2 separate regions of the Gadus morhua genome follow, and region 2 is linked to region 1. Evidence: chromatin contacts called from public Hi-C data. All regions are on one chromosome and are shown on one strand. The core of a region is the stretch at or near the end of the contact, and the rest is flanking DNA. Distances in the headings are between cores, read along the strand shown. Region 1 holds the start of adcy7 (adenylate cyclase 7). Region 2 holds the start of cyld (cylindromatosis (turban tumor syndrome)).

Region 1 (6,866 bases), core at 1,160-3,659:
GCCATCAGGGCAACAAGCCACACCACCAGGGCAACGGCAAGAAGAGGAAAAATGTGAGGGAGTCCACCCAGGAGGACCCTTGCAGATAGTGGGTGGCCGCGGCGTGCCCGTGCTCCCCCCTCTGCTAAGGACCCCAGGGACGGGACTCGTCCTACTTCTGCTGCCAGACTCCAGCCTTGGGAGGTTCTTGGTGTAGAATCTCTGTCTTACACTCAAGATTTTTTTGCCGGGCACACGCAAGCGTTTTATAGCAGGAACAAAAAAAAGAACAAAAAAATAAATAATTATAGGAAATGGGGCTTCGGTTCTTGGACCCGGATTGAATCATGAAGGATATTTGCGTGTTAGCCGCTGTCGTCAGGCTTCTCGTGGAGGGGTTTCTACCCCGCAGGCGGCGCTCACTGGAACTGTCTTATTGCCCCCTTGTGTACGGGAGGACAAATGGCAGGTGTCGAGGGTCTGCCATGGAGTACAAAGCCTGGGGCTGGAGGCAACACCGCTTCTCAGCGAGAACGATACATTTACAAATTGATGGAAAAGACTAAAAATGTTGAAGAACGGGAGGAAACCCAAACAAAAAAAATGTACACTGATTTCCTTTTTTTATGGTGACCCTTAAAAAATGCAATCCATTACGAGTGAGGAAATAACTTATGCATGACAGTTCTCTTTTGCTGGTGGTTGGTCTGTTTTTTGTTATGTCTCGACAGATTATACAGAGATTTTTACAAAAAAAATACATAAAAAGGTTAAAAATGCCATTGCAAAAAAAAACGGACAAAACCAAAAAAACAATCATAAATTGTTTCCTATTCTCTTTTTACCAGATATAACAGTTTGAGACGTGTAGACGTGTACTTTCCCCTCCTAGCTGTTCTTTATGGGAGGCCAAGGAGCTGGGTTCTGGGACTCATTGCCAACATACATCATCAGCATCAGTCTACTCACTCCGAGCACGGTGGCGCTAGCGGTTAGCCTACTGAACACCTACTGAATACATGTCACTACGGATGGCTGGATGGAGATTAATCCTGTGTACCGATAGCACAGCCGTGCTAGTTAAGAGCCTAGAGTATAGGTATAAATTAGTAAGGGGGTGACGATGGTTTTTATGGCAAAAATCAAATCCTACACTTGAAGAAAAGAAAACCCACTCTTGTTAGCAATCAATCTGTGGGAGGTAATTCGTTGGCTTAGTGATTTACCTTCTACAAAAATCATTTTATTTCTTAAATTTATTTATTTTTTTATTATATGGACATAGTATGGATAAGATGTGTATTAACTTTGGAGCCTGTATCTTTTGTGTCCTTATGTTTAGCTAGGAAGAGATATTGGGGGGGGAAATACAATTTATCAGGTACAGTTAAAATGTCACGGTTATGTCATTTCATTGCCTTTTTTTCTTTCGGTAATAGTTGAGTGACCAAGTTACCTAGAAATTATATGAGACCATTTTTGCAAGTCGGAAAGTGTAATGTGTTACATGGCTGGGGTGTTAAATTCAAAGGGAGTTTCGATTATAATTTTTTTGTTTTGTTTTGTTTATTGAAATTAATCCCGCCTTGGGGGACCCCCTGATGTTTTGCAGTTCTGCAAGTAACCTGTAGATGGGGTTATCGCTCAAGTCTTATCCTTACAGAGTTGGCGCTCGTATACTGCATTTGGACGGCCCCCCACCTATGGGTGACTTGAAGGAATAGCCCACTATCAATTGAAAACCATATGTAGAACACCCGGTCAGTGACATGCTTGCATTGGGAAATATCGAATAAGCACACGGCAGCCGCTTGGATGTTTTTTTCCAACACCAAACGCAACAGCTCTCTACCACACACAGATTACCAGCAATAACATTTCTGCAGTCACTTGACCCTCAACACTATTTAACGTCCGCCACAACCCATGATGATATTAAAAGAGCACGGCCCTTGCAGAAACACAACCGCTACAGTTTGAATCACAACTCCAAACATTTTACGCGTTTTTTGATAGGACGACTCTTGTCCAAGTGAATAAATCTACGTGTTTGATGTTGAACCATTCATTGATGTCGCCCGTCGCATTTCCAGACGCCTTCTCCAAATGCAGTATATAAGTGCTTGTCTGAAAACGGCGGACAACAGAATGTAAACGTGTCAGTAGTGCCATCGGAATAATGTCCATCGACCCTCCTCACTGCAGGTTCTTCTCACTAAACTGTGCTCATCCCAAACGTCATTTCTCTGCAGCTATTACAGTACATGCAATAAAAACCACAGTACAACTAAACAGTCCGAAGTGTCGGTTTCTTGGTGTTTGGGAAAGAGCTCTTCCGACTCTACACAGGTGGGCGGACACGCTGGCACTTCTTCACGCACACCACGAGGAGAAGAATGAACACGCTTTCCGCTTTCCGCGTTGTAACGCAGAGGTGCGCCGCCAGAGCGCACGCAGCAACGCTTTGAGAGGCGCGCTGCCAGAGCGCACGAAGTGACGCCTGGAGAGGACTGCCGTAGCCACGCGTGAAGCGGCGCGTTGAGACAGAGGAAGCGATCTATTGAATATCCTGCTTTAATGTCATCTATTAATCATGCACGTCGACGAATGAGGTGAGTTCTCCCCTGCCGTTTATTTCTACTTAGGATTATTGTTATAAAGTGTCGTTTCGTCCATTAAGTGAACACATCCATCCGAAATGTTTAGGTAGCATCATATATCTGTTGGATGGGTTCGAAACGGGCTGAACTATGCAGGCTAAAGAATTCGGAACGTTAAAGTTCCGCGTAACGAAACGTTCGAGGCGAGGTTCGGGTTTTAGGGTGCATTTTCTACTGTGTTTCTGGGGTCGGTCGGTGCAAATGCGAGGTAGGCTGACTGGTGTCAAATTTGGGGCTTTCTTCACTTCACTTTATTAAAACATGTTTCAGTATATGTTCCGGATGCTCAGGAGACCTTTTCTTTCACGTCGATCAACTTCTGCCCATGGTCCGGGCAGACTGGTGACCAGAATGACTGCTCCACGTTGTGATGCATGAGGCTATAACCTTACTCCATGGACTGACACTTGGCATGTTCTAGCTGTAGCTTTGGAGAGACCATTCCACCCTTTTTTGGATAAAGTAGCTTTTTTTGTCGCCTACTTTTGAGTACATTGACTTTCGCGTTAGTCCGCGACTGTCAGCTAAAATGTGTTTTTATTCACTAATGCCAGAGAACAGCTCCGTTTCTCCATCCCATAACATGCGCATCGCATTCCCTTCTGATTGCCTGTTGATTCCCTTGGCCATCAAACATTTCAGTTGCAAATTGCTCAAGGGAAATGGAAAATGTGCCGGAAAGACCTATAGGCCTACTATTTTATATATATTTGAAGTAATTCTGTTCAAGTTTAGCAGGATAAACCCTACTCTGCGGTATTTGCATGCGCAAATTAGTGCTTCTGAAGGGAATGCAGCCTGCAAACGGTGTCTCAACGAGGTGTCGTAAGCTTTGCTTTTGCTTCCATCAATTGTTGAGAATTTTCCATCTGTACACACGCATTACACAGGTGATCGCATATGTGAGCGTGGGTGTGATCAGCATTCGGTTGGTTACATCACTTTTACCATTTCATTCCTACCTCAGTGAAAATCATTCCAAATCTCATTATTTGTTTTTGCGTCCCTCGGACCCTGTGGTCAAAGCATGTCAACACGAACTGTCATGGCACATTTAGAACTGTGACAGAGATGCAAACATGAAAGTGAGTCAAACCGTCAGATTTGTCTTGTATTGCGAGTTTTTGTGTGCATCTGTGTGTGTATCAATTGGAATACATTGGCCCTACTGTCAGTTGAACGAATCATGGTTGGAGGCAGCTTTCATCGGGGGCCAAACCATGGTCATGGATCAGCAGATTTGTGCAATGTTTTTGTGTTTGGCAGACTTTTGTAGCTGACCAGTAGGGCAGTCCCTAACTATTTTTTTTCGAATTTAGTGTGTTTTGTTCTCTCTGTTTGTTCATTGAATATGATTAAAACTAACTGATTTATCAATAGTAAAAAACAAAAACTGAAGCCCTTTGAGAACTCATAAGTGGGCCAAAAGCAATGCTATGTTTTGTCTTTACTGAGACTCACCTCCAAATCGACATCTTAACTGTCCAATTTACTTAAGTCCAAAAGTTCAAGTGGAACTGCTTATACAGCAAATACTTAAGTATTATGTAGCCAAGCGACGTTCAGAAATCGGTGTTCAACAACCAGCTGAACCCAACAAATTGAAAACTATATTCATTGGCAAATTATATATTTGGTATGATTGACAAATTTCATACTTGTCAAACCCCTCAAAATAACTCTCCCAAAGGGCAAATCCTAAAGCCACTTCAAAGGTCTGTTGATGTGCAATCATCAGTTGTGTCTTTGTGTCAGCTTAGGTGTTGATTTGTTTTATGGATTTTACAGTTAGAGAGAGAGAGAGAGAGAGAGAGAGAGAGAGAGAGAGAGAGAGAGAGAGAGAGAGAGAGAGAGAGAGAGAGAGAGAGAGAGAGAGAGAGAGAGAGAGAGAGAGAGAGAGAGAGAGAGAGAGAGAGAGAGAGAGCGAGAGCGAGAGCGCGCGCCTCCATGAGCTGAAGTAATGCCATGGTGCTTCACAAGTGTCATTGGTGTTTTGGGTTGCATCCCTTAACAACCGGTTCCAGGTTGCAGCTTTAATTTTCCATCACGTCATCCATACATGAAGAAATATGTACTGGGATGAGTTTGAACGTATTTTAGATGCATGCAAATAATGATTAGGCCTATGACGTCAACTATATACCAAATTATAAACGTTAGGTGTGGGAAATTGACTGTAAATCCTGGACAATATTGTCAGCCGATTCTCTTATCAATGGGAAATTAAATTACAAATATTATTCTTTTTTTAATTGAAAGGGAGTTTTTTTTAATAATGAAACTAACAACGTATTAGGCTGAAATTAAATACTTTTTTTGAATGCCGTGAACAACATCTGCTGAATGATCACAGTGGCTTTTATTCTGGTAACTGAAGCTCTCTGGGGAACTCCCCAGTGAGCCTACCAGCCTGCAATATAAAGCTGCAAGTTCCTGATTCTGCATTCAACACCAGGTTTCATGTAAGGCTTCACAATTGGGACAAAAAGGACAAGTGATTATTTTGCCTGATGTTATGATTGAGTGTCCATTGCAATTAACATTCATGGATTCAATTTATTTTTTGTGGCCTTTAGTGTTGAAAAATAATCATAAGTACCAGATTGTTGTTTTTATCACATTCTTTCCTTTTTTTGTAGTTGTAGTCAAATAATTGTGACCCTTCACTATAAGCAAATAACAGGGGCCAAATTAAAAATTCCAATTACTATGCAATCAATTGTGCAGCCCTCATGTAGTAAACATCAAAACACGGACACCTCCCACCTCCATCATTGGTTCCTTTCCTAACTGACTGTAGATATCCAGAAATGGATGCCAACTCAAATTCGGATGTTATTATTCAGAGACACTGGGTTTTTTCAGATTTCTCTTGCACACAATATTCAATGCTGAAAGGTATTGGTCATTGCCATTCCATTGAATAGCCAAGAAATGAACCTCACCCTGTATTCTGTGTTTACCCTTGTGCTTTTCTCATTGTCTTTTTACACTCTCTGTTACTTTGGAAATGCTGGTCAAAAGTATTAACTCCCTTGCTTCATAGGATAAAGCATAGAGACTTTCACATTCTTTCCAGAATACGAGGTTTCAATATGAATGACTTTGTTTTGCTCGGATGCAGCAGCACCAACTGTACTCGGACGCGTCGGTCGTTTAAGCTGCTCTCTCTGCGGTGGTGTCAGGTTCATCAAGAGAACGTTTCACTGGAGGGACCAGGGAGCATCCTGTGCCAATCCCAGAACACACACAGAGGGCTAATCGGGCTCATTAACTCCGTCTCCATGCCTCAGCCTTACTAATCCTCTGATTTCCTGACCTCCGTCAAACACCTCGTTCGATGCATGTGCTCCCCTGTTCCCTCTCTCTTCCTTGCCTTCCACCTCACCTCTTTCCATTCAGCTTCACTTCTGTACGTCTCTATGTTCTGAGTCAGCGCTGTATCCAGTTCCACGAGGTCAGACGTTTGGTTGTGTCCTGACTTCAATGGACCTGCCATCTGTAACAGCTGCACCGTTGTTGGTGACATAAGTGTCTCACGACAACGCAAGACGTCTCGATTTCGGCTCTTCTTTGTGTACCTAGTGGTTGATTAGGTAACGGTAAACAACCGATGTTATTGGGCGAAGGCGCTCGTTCGGTAACCTCACTCTAAGTACCTCAACCTAGTTTAACAATTCAATGGTGGGCAAAGGTTCCCGATCCATATGGTATACAACCCTTTTTACATCGTACTCTACCTGCGATGTACATAGAGTACGAGGGGGTCGCCTAGCAACCATCCGCACCCCCGTCGGCACCGAGGTTGTCGTTTGAGATGTACCTGTGGTCTGGTCTGAAACGAGGCCAACACCTCCTCTCTGAACCTTGGCGTGGTATGGCTCTGGATCAGCACAACTGAACTGGTGTGTGTGTGTGTGTGTGTGTGTGTGTGTGTGGTTAACTGGTACTGCATGTCACCCAGAATTTAACACTTTTTGAATGTTTTAAACTTTCAATGCTTACGATAACAGAGAATACAGTGGCTGTTGACAGAAAACAGGATCTCCAGGCAAAAATGCAGAAGCCAATTCTTTTTTATTGTGCATGTCTCAGGTTGCACCACCGAGTGTCATACACTCCCCTGAGCTAGCTGCAACAGCCTGAACTGTGTATCTAAGATGTAAACAGTAAACAATAAGTACCCCACATCATCTCCAGACTCCATTCGGAACATGTAAACAAAAT
Region 2 (6,866 bases), core at 1,429-3,928, 160 kb after region 1:
GCATTTTCTGCCATTAGACCGATATTACATTTTCACCAACAGGCCAGGGTAAAACGTAAGCGCTGACGGTTGCACATAGACCGAGATAACAGCACAAACTAGGACGTTGAGACATCTGATACAATAATCAATAAATACAACTTAGTTTAGTGTTTCTCCCTTGCTGCTTTTACAATAACCCCGGAGGAGAGGCAGCAGAGCAGAGATCCCAGCTGGACCACCGCGTTGCTCCTGGCAACCGCATCACTGGTCCTCCTAGTGTGCGCTTTACATTTCAGACAGCGCGAGAAGACGGTGCGGGGCTTCTAGTGATGAAACCCTGTGTTTTTCCATCATATACCCATCTCCGTTACGTAGTATCACACAGGCCATAGAGTATTACCAGGAGTTTCTACAATAAGATTCAACTTCTTGAACCTCCATGACAGAGTTGTTTGTTGACACATTAGATAGCATCCATGACCCCAGTATGATCAATACTACCAATCAACACATTGTTCCGCCGACAAGTGACTCGAACACACACACTGAAAAGTACCCTTCACTTTTCCCTCACACACATAATGCGCCTACAAATACAGTGGAACTGGTGGTGGAGTTCCCATATCACACCAGTATGGCACATGCAAAACATGTGATCAATGCCTAAAAAGCCCCGGCGTTGACGTTTAACGCACTCAACCAGCTCGCCATCTCAGCGCAGACTGGGAAACCCCCGTGGTGGTGCGTAGTCACAGACGCGCTCCGACGGCCAGCCCGGGCACAGCACAGAGGCGTGAGTGACGAGCCCCACAACGTCCCTCTGAGATCCTGTCAGGTCGTCCTCTGTACCCCGTCCACCGTGGATCGATCCACATGTCGTTTGGTGCACGTTCTGCCTGATGTGGGGTCATATGTGTCTCTATCGGGAGGCGAGCCTGCCCGCATACGGCGGATCCGCCAGTCTGGTGCTAGCCTGCTGGAGCTAGGCGTCTGAAGCTAGGCGGCTGAAGCTAGCCTACTGGAGATACCGTTCCGGAGCTAGCCTACTGGAGCTAACCCGCTACAGTTTGTGTGTGTGTATTTAGCCGCTCGCTAGCCTTTCGCTAGCCTACTATTGCTACTTTGTACAAGTGTAGCTGCTAGCTAGCCTGTCAGCTAACCACCAGCACCATCTAACGTGAGACGGGTTGTTCGGCGTGACACCGGCGGGGATGATCCACGCACCATGCACACTGCGGCGGCTCCTGACGTGTGTCTGAACTGAACCCCGCGTAAGGTGAGTGAGATGCGGCTCTGACGTGAGTGTCATAACGTGTTAATGTTTAGCTAGCTGCCCTTATGCCCTGGAAGGCCACAGCTGGCATCCTGCAGCAGATGACATTGTTGTGATGGCTGTCAGTGGGGACGTTGACACCTTTTGCATGTTCGTTGTTGAGATGAGGCGCTGAAGGCAACGCAGCTCATTATAATGTAAATGGTGGACCGTCTTCCCTCACTTTGGGGCAGCCATTGACCCAGCTTTGATGCTGTATATCTATCTGTGTGTGTGTGTGTGTGTGTGTGTGTGTTTATTTACACCACTATCGTTCTTGGTATGGCTGGTCGAACAAGGTAATTGTTTACCTCAATATCTGGTCCCTGCCCTTATTTTCATACCGAAACCAAGCAAGCTGTGTGATGCCGCTCATGCCAGGTTTAGATTGTACCCATATAACCTATGTCATCATAGGGGTGGTCCCATCACCACCGTCACCACAGCAACCTGTATCCGAGGTATCACTCACAATTCTTTATTGATCCCGGGGAAGATAGTTGCCTTTGCTATTGCTGTCGTATCCCGAGGTAATTTGAGAAAGAGATAACAGAATACAAACACAGCATACAAGTCAAAATAGTGTTCATGAAAACAAGCATACTCATCATATCTGAGGGAGATGCCCCCCTGATGTACATGCCAAATATACGCCTATGTAGTGGTCCTTTTTTATGCAGTGATAGTACATTCTGGAAGTGGAAGCAAGCATCGAGACCTTCATTCTTTTGTCCCTCATCCTGTCATTGGATATCGGCCTAGTGCTAAATAAATTATTTCATTTGTTAGTGTTGCAGAGCAGTTCCTTAATGACCTTATGCTGGAGGTCATGGTTACAACAAAGATACTTTTCTTGTTTTGGAATTAACGTTGACAATGACCATACAATGTTTTTAATGTTTAACGTGGCAGTTAATGTTCAGTGCTGTTCTGGCAAAAGGGGATAAAAACATAGATATGTAACAGGTAGGTAATCGGCAAATGGCTGATAGGATGTGGGTATCGATTGAGCTCCGGGTAGAAGGAAGACAACAGCTTGGGACTGAAAGTCTCAGTGTATTAACGCTAGTCTGGGCAGTAGAGTAGGCACGGCAATACATCTGCTGCTGCTCACTGTGCACCTACTTAATCAAGTTGCCTACCGTTGCATTATGTTATTTAGCAGACCATTTTTTTTTTAATCAAAAGTGATTTAAATATTAGTCCAACAACAATCCTAGTGTTGATGTAGGGTATTGTGTGCTTTGGCCTGAAGCCTTTACAAACAAAACAAAAGCCAAAAAACGGCAGTAAAGTTTACGACCGATTTTAAAGGGTTTCCCCTCCCTGCAGACCCCCGGCCAGGCTCGCCCACGGCGTTAGACCCGACGTGGAGCATGCAGCCATGAGCTCTGCCCTGTGGAGCCAGGAGAAGCCCAGCGCGGGCTTCAGGGAGGACTGGCGCTTCTACATGGTGGTGACGGAGTGCGTGGTGGAGAAGCCTCCGCAGAAGACCCTGCGCATCCCCCGTGGCAGCCTGGGGCAGGCCTGCCAGGAGCGCAACAACCTGGGCCGCACGCTACCCCCCAGCAAGGGCAAGAGGAGCCTGCGCATCTTGGACCAGACCAACGTGGTGCTCAGCCTGGACGAGCGGGACGTCCTGGAGCTGGACGAGAAGCTGGCAGAGATGCTGTTCCCCATCACCAACTGCGAAGAGCGCTACGCCCTGCTGTGCAACAACCCGCGGCTGGAGCGCGCCCGCATCATCGACTGCGGCTCGAAGGTGCACGTTCTGCTGCGCTCCGGCGACGAGCCGCTGCCCGGGGTGGTGCGCTTCAAGGGCTCGCTGCTGCCCGACCGCGCCATCTCGGGGGTCTGGTTCGGAGTGGAGCTGCTGGTGAGAACGGGGCGACGTCTGGGGGTGGTCGGTCCGAGGGCGGCCTATTCAGTGTTTGGGTTCCAACGGAAGGGACTCCACACCCACCAAAACCTTTTAGGTTTTCAAATCAGACAGACATTTTACAAACGTCCTTTCTAAAATAATATTAGAATTAGAATAAAATGATTTAATGTATTAAATCATTTTATGTATATCCTTTTTTATTTATTTTTATGATTTTGACTAGAACTAGAGATACAAAATAACGACTTCAACCAGGCACTGGTGTCCCCCCTGACACGATAAGTAGAACAGCCCGCCTTTGGGTAATTACGTCGTAAAATCAAATGCCAGCCCACCTACCCGTCTTGCGGTTGTCCTCTGCCATGCAGCATCTTCTGTGACAACGTGGGGAACATAGTCACACACAAAGGGCTTCTCATTCACAACACAACGCTGCATTTATCCACAGTCCCCACCGTGGGCTGCCAATACTGACCGACCGGGGACAGACATTCTGACCGTCACTCGGTGTACATTCCTTCAGTGTTTGGTGCATCCAGTCTCAGTAGCCCCTCAGTGTAGCGCTTAACAATACATTAAATATCGAGTTATGTTATTCCCTCATCAGCAAGCAAGCTTTTTATTAAGTTGTCCTATCCTTCCAAATGCATCTTTGTGTTCATCTCTGAATGAGACTATTGGATCATGTTGCATATATTACTTGCATATAAGATTCTGCAACTCATTGGCAGAAGGTATATACTTTTTTACAGGCCCACTGCAGCAATCAATCAGAAGCCCCCTGTAATCTGATGATTCTCCTGCAGAGCGCTGACCAAGCATCCTAACTTAGACCTCTTGCTCTTCTACAACGATAATATTTACATCTCCTGGCTGGCTGCGTCCCCTTCCCTCTCTCTCTCCCTCTCTTCCTCACTCCCCCTCTCTCCCGCCCACCCCATCTCCCTCTCCTGGCATCCTGCGTCCGACTCTCCCTCTCCCCCTCCCCTCCTCCCTGTCCTCGTTCATCCTGCCCCAGGAGGAAGGGCGTGGCCAGGGCTTCACGGAGGGCTCCTACCAGGGCCGTCAGCTGTTCCGCTGTGAGGATGAGTGCGGCGTGTTCGTGGCCCTGGACAAGCTGGAGCTGTGGGAGGACGAGGAGGAGGAGCACGGCGAGCTGGAGGTGGACCACGTCGCCCTGGTGGAGGAGGAGCAAGACTACCCGCCCCTGGACATCAACTCCAGGGTCCTGGTGCAGACCAGAGAGGGGCCCGAGAGGGGCACCATCATCTTCTGCGACCTGTTGCCTGACAACGAAAGCCTGGGCTACTATGTGGGCGTCGACATGGTAAGAGAGCGGAGCTGCAGTAAGCGATGGAAGAGTTGTGGCTAATGCAGCTGGTTATGCTGAAGTGATGAAGCCATCAATTAAATATGCAACTTAATGGCTCCCACAGCTGTGCAAAACGAATTTCCTGACCTTTGGGAAGCTATCGATTTTTTTTTTTATTACCAAAGCCGGAATATACGTAGAATATGTTAATGTAAAAATCCTTAAATATGTTGGTCAGGGAAACCCCTGTCCTGTTTACAGATCCCAGTTTTCTGAAGAGCGGTAACCCGCTCTTCTAGGCTCTTCTTCTGCTTCTGTTTGTGTTTGTGAGATGCTAATGTCTGCAGTCAACCGTTCCAATAGGGCTCGGGAACGTAGCCATCGGAGGAGGCAAACGCACGCCGAGGCATTTGACGGAGACTGATGATAGTGAGCCGTAGCAATAGCAACAACAATAACAACAGCAGCAGCAGCAGCAGCAGCAGCAGCCTTCTCATTACATCGCAGCCATCCAGAGAAAGGAGAGTCACGCGCAGTGTGAGGTGTAGTCTCAGCGCTAGCTATGACCCAACAGTGTGGCAGAAGGCCAGCAGCGAGGCGAGGAGTAGCCCACTGCTCTGCCTCCCTCTCTGCTCCCAGCCTCTCCCTGCTGCCTCTGCCTGATAGTGGCACCACCAACCGTACTCCGTTAGACCGCCCTGACCGTAGAGAGGGCTCACAGCACAGCACAGCAGCGTTGACAAGAGAACCTCAGTGGGATGTGTTTTAGAGCGGAGCTCGCTCCAGCTGCGGTTATTTATGTTTACACTGCGTTTTCTAGTTGGATTCAGTCGTTTTGTCGTCGATTTCTTGTTCGTTATTCCGGGTTGGGATCTAACCCAAATGGCATGGTGTTCCTGCGAGATGCTGACCGGCCGCCGCGGGTCTTAAAGGTGTCGCATGCTGTTTCAGGACAATCCCATCGGGGACTGGGACGGCGTGTTTAAGGGGAAGCTGCTGTGTAACTTCGCCAGCCTGGAGCACACCCTCCTGGTGCCCATCTGTGACGTGATGCCAGGTGAGCCAACCAGCGTTTTCTATCAGCAGCCTATCGGCATCGATGGCTCGTGATTTGACATGGAACATGTCTAATCATGAGCCTTTGGCACCGGTAGGAGCCTTTACGGCGGCGGCGGCGCCAGGGCCGGGGCCGGAGCAAGCGGCGGCGCGGGGGGTTTTGCGTTTGCGCAGCCAGCGAGGGAACAGTGGCCCCTTTGTGGCCATGATGGCCCCTCGCTGGCATGTGTGTTTTTTTTTTTTTTAAGTCAAGAGAGCGGCTCTGAGGCTCTTTGTTCTGCTTGCATTGGCGTATTGATTTGTTTATGTTTGCCTCGGCCTCTCCTCTCTTACGGCGCACAAGGAGGAAATCAAACCCAAAGAAAGCTTTTTGTTTTGGGCCGTTTTTTGGACTTCCCTTAAGTCCCCTTGTCCTTGTTTATTGAAGAGGTCGGGGACCGAGTGGATACTATAGTGCTCCATTATTGTTTAATGAGTGTATTTTATTTTTTGATTGACATTTTTTGTAACCCTTGCCAATTTGCACCAACTTCAGTGTCATCATTACAGATATAACTTGTGTGTTCAGCTGACTGTACGTGTGTCTTAATTAAGAGAGAACAGTGCGGAAAACTGCAAACTTGCGCCCCTTATATTAAGACTAGAAACAACAATGCATATATCCAGTGTGCGAAATACCCTTCAATATTCGGGGGGGGTCCCCCAACCCCAGATTGTTGCTCAATACCGATCTAAATTTTCTCAATATGCAGTAGTCTTATCACATTACAATATTTCATGGATGCAAGCAATCAGTCTATAGCCTACATGACAAAACATACACTTTTTTTTTTATAATCCGATATGCTATAGTAGCCTATTTGCAAAGCAAAACTTGGATGCACGTTGTTTTACAACAAGGAGAGGCAAAGTTGTGCATTACAATGCAAACACAACAATAATTGGCACCAAAATGGCGCACTTAGAAGAGCAATCAGCAACTGAAAAAATGCCAGGTATAGACTATCGAAGACTGGCACGCAATCAGTGCACTTGCAAATGAGTGCCTGCAGTATGACCGATCGTGTGACATTATTTAACCATCCATCTACCGCAAAAACAATCAGATAGATACATCATAGAACACATACACAAAGCACATTCGTCCAACCATGGCGGATGCTGACAACATTTAACACAACAAGCCAAACATCACCACGGCAGGTGCTCTCTCGCTCTCGCAAGCACGTAAACAATCACTCCAACTTATACATCTCCAAGGCTAGGCTGCTTCATTAAGACCACAACCAATCACAAGGCCTTCAAAACCGAGCAGTATGCCG

What was found. Hi-C and Micro-C count contacts between places; a contact is called where the count stands out from the background.
Region 2: a contact with region 1 is called in a Hi-C map of blood, with 4 times the contacts expected there. The contact joins the promoter of cyld here to the promoter of adcy7 in region 1. A contact is called at or near these places in 2 of 6 Hi-C or Micro-C datasets (blood and gill).

Annotation. Positions count from the first base shown.
Region 1 is chr14:24,801,216-24,808,081 of gadMor3.0, forward strand. It overlaps adcy7 (adenylate cyclase 7), which reads left to right and starts at 2,410. Exons shown (of 27, transcript XM_030377798.1): 1 at 2,410-2,591. It overlaps tent4b (terminal nucleotidyltransferase 4B), which reads left to right. Exons shown (of 12, transcript XM_030377802.1): 12 at 1-2,274. The coding sequence ends at 89.
Region 2 is chr14:24,964,947-24,971,812 of gadMor3.0, forward strand. cyld (cylindromatosis (turban tumor syndrome)) reads left to right here and starts at 2,679. Exons shown (of 16, transcript XM_030377154.1): 1 at 2,679-3,170; 2 at 4,195-4,503; 3 at 5,440-5,545. The coding sequence starts at 2,679.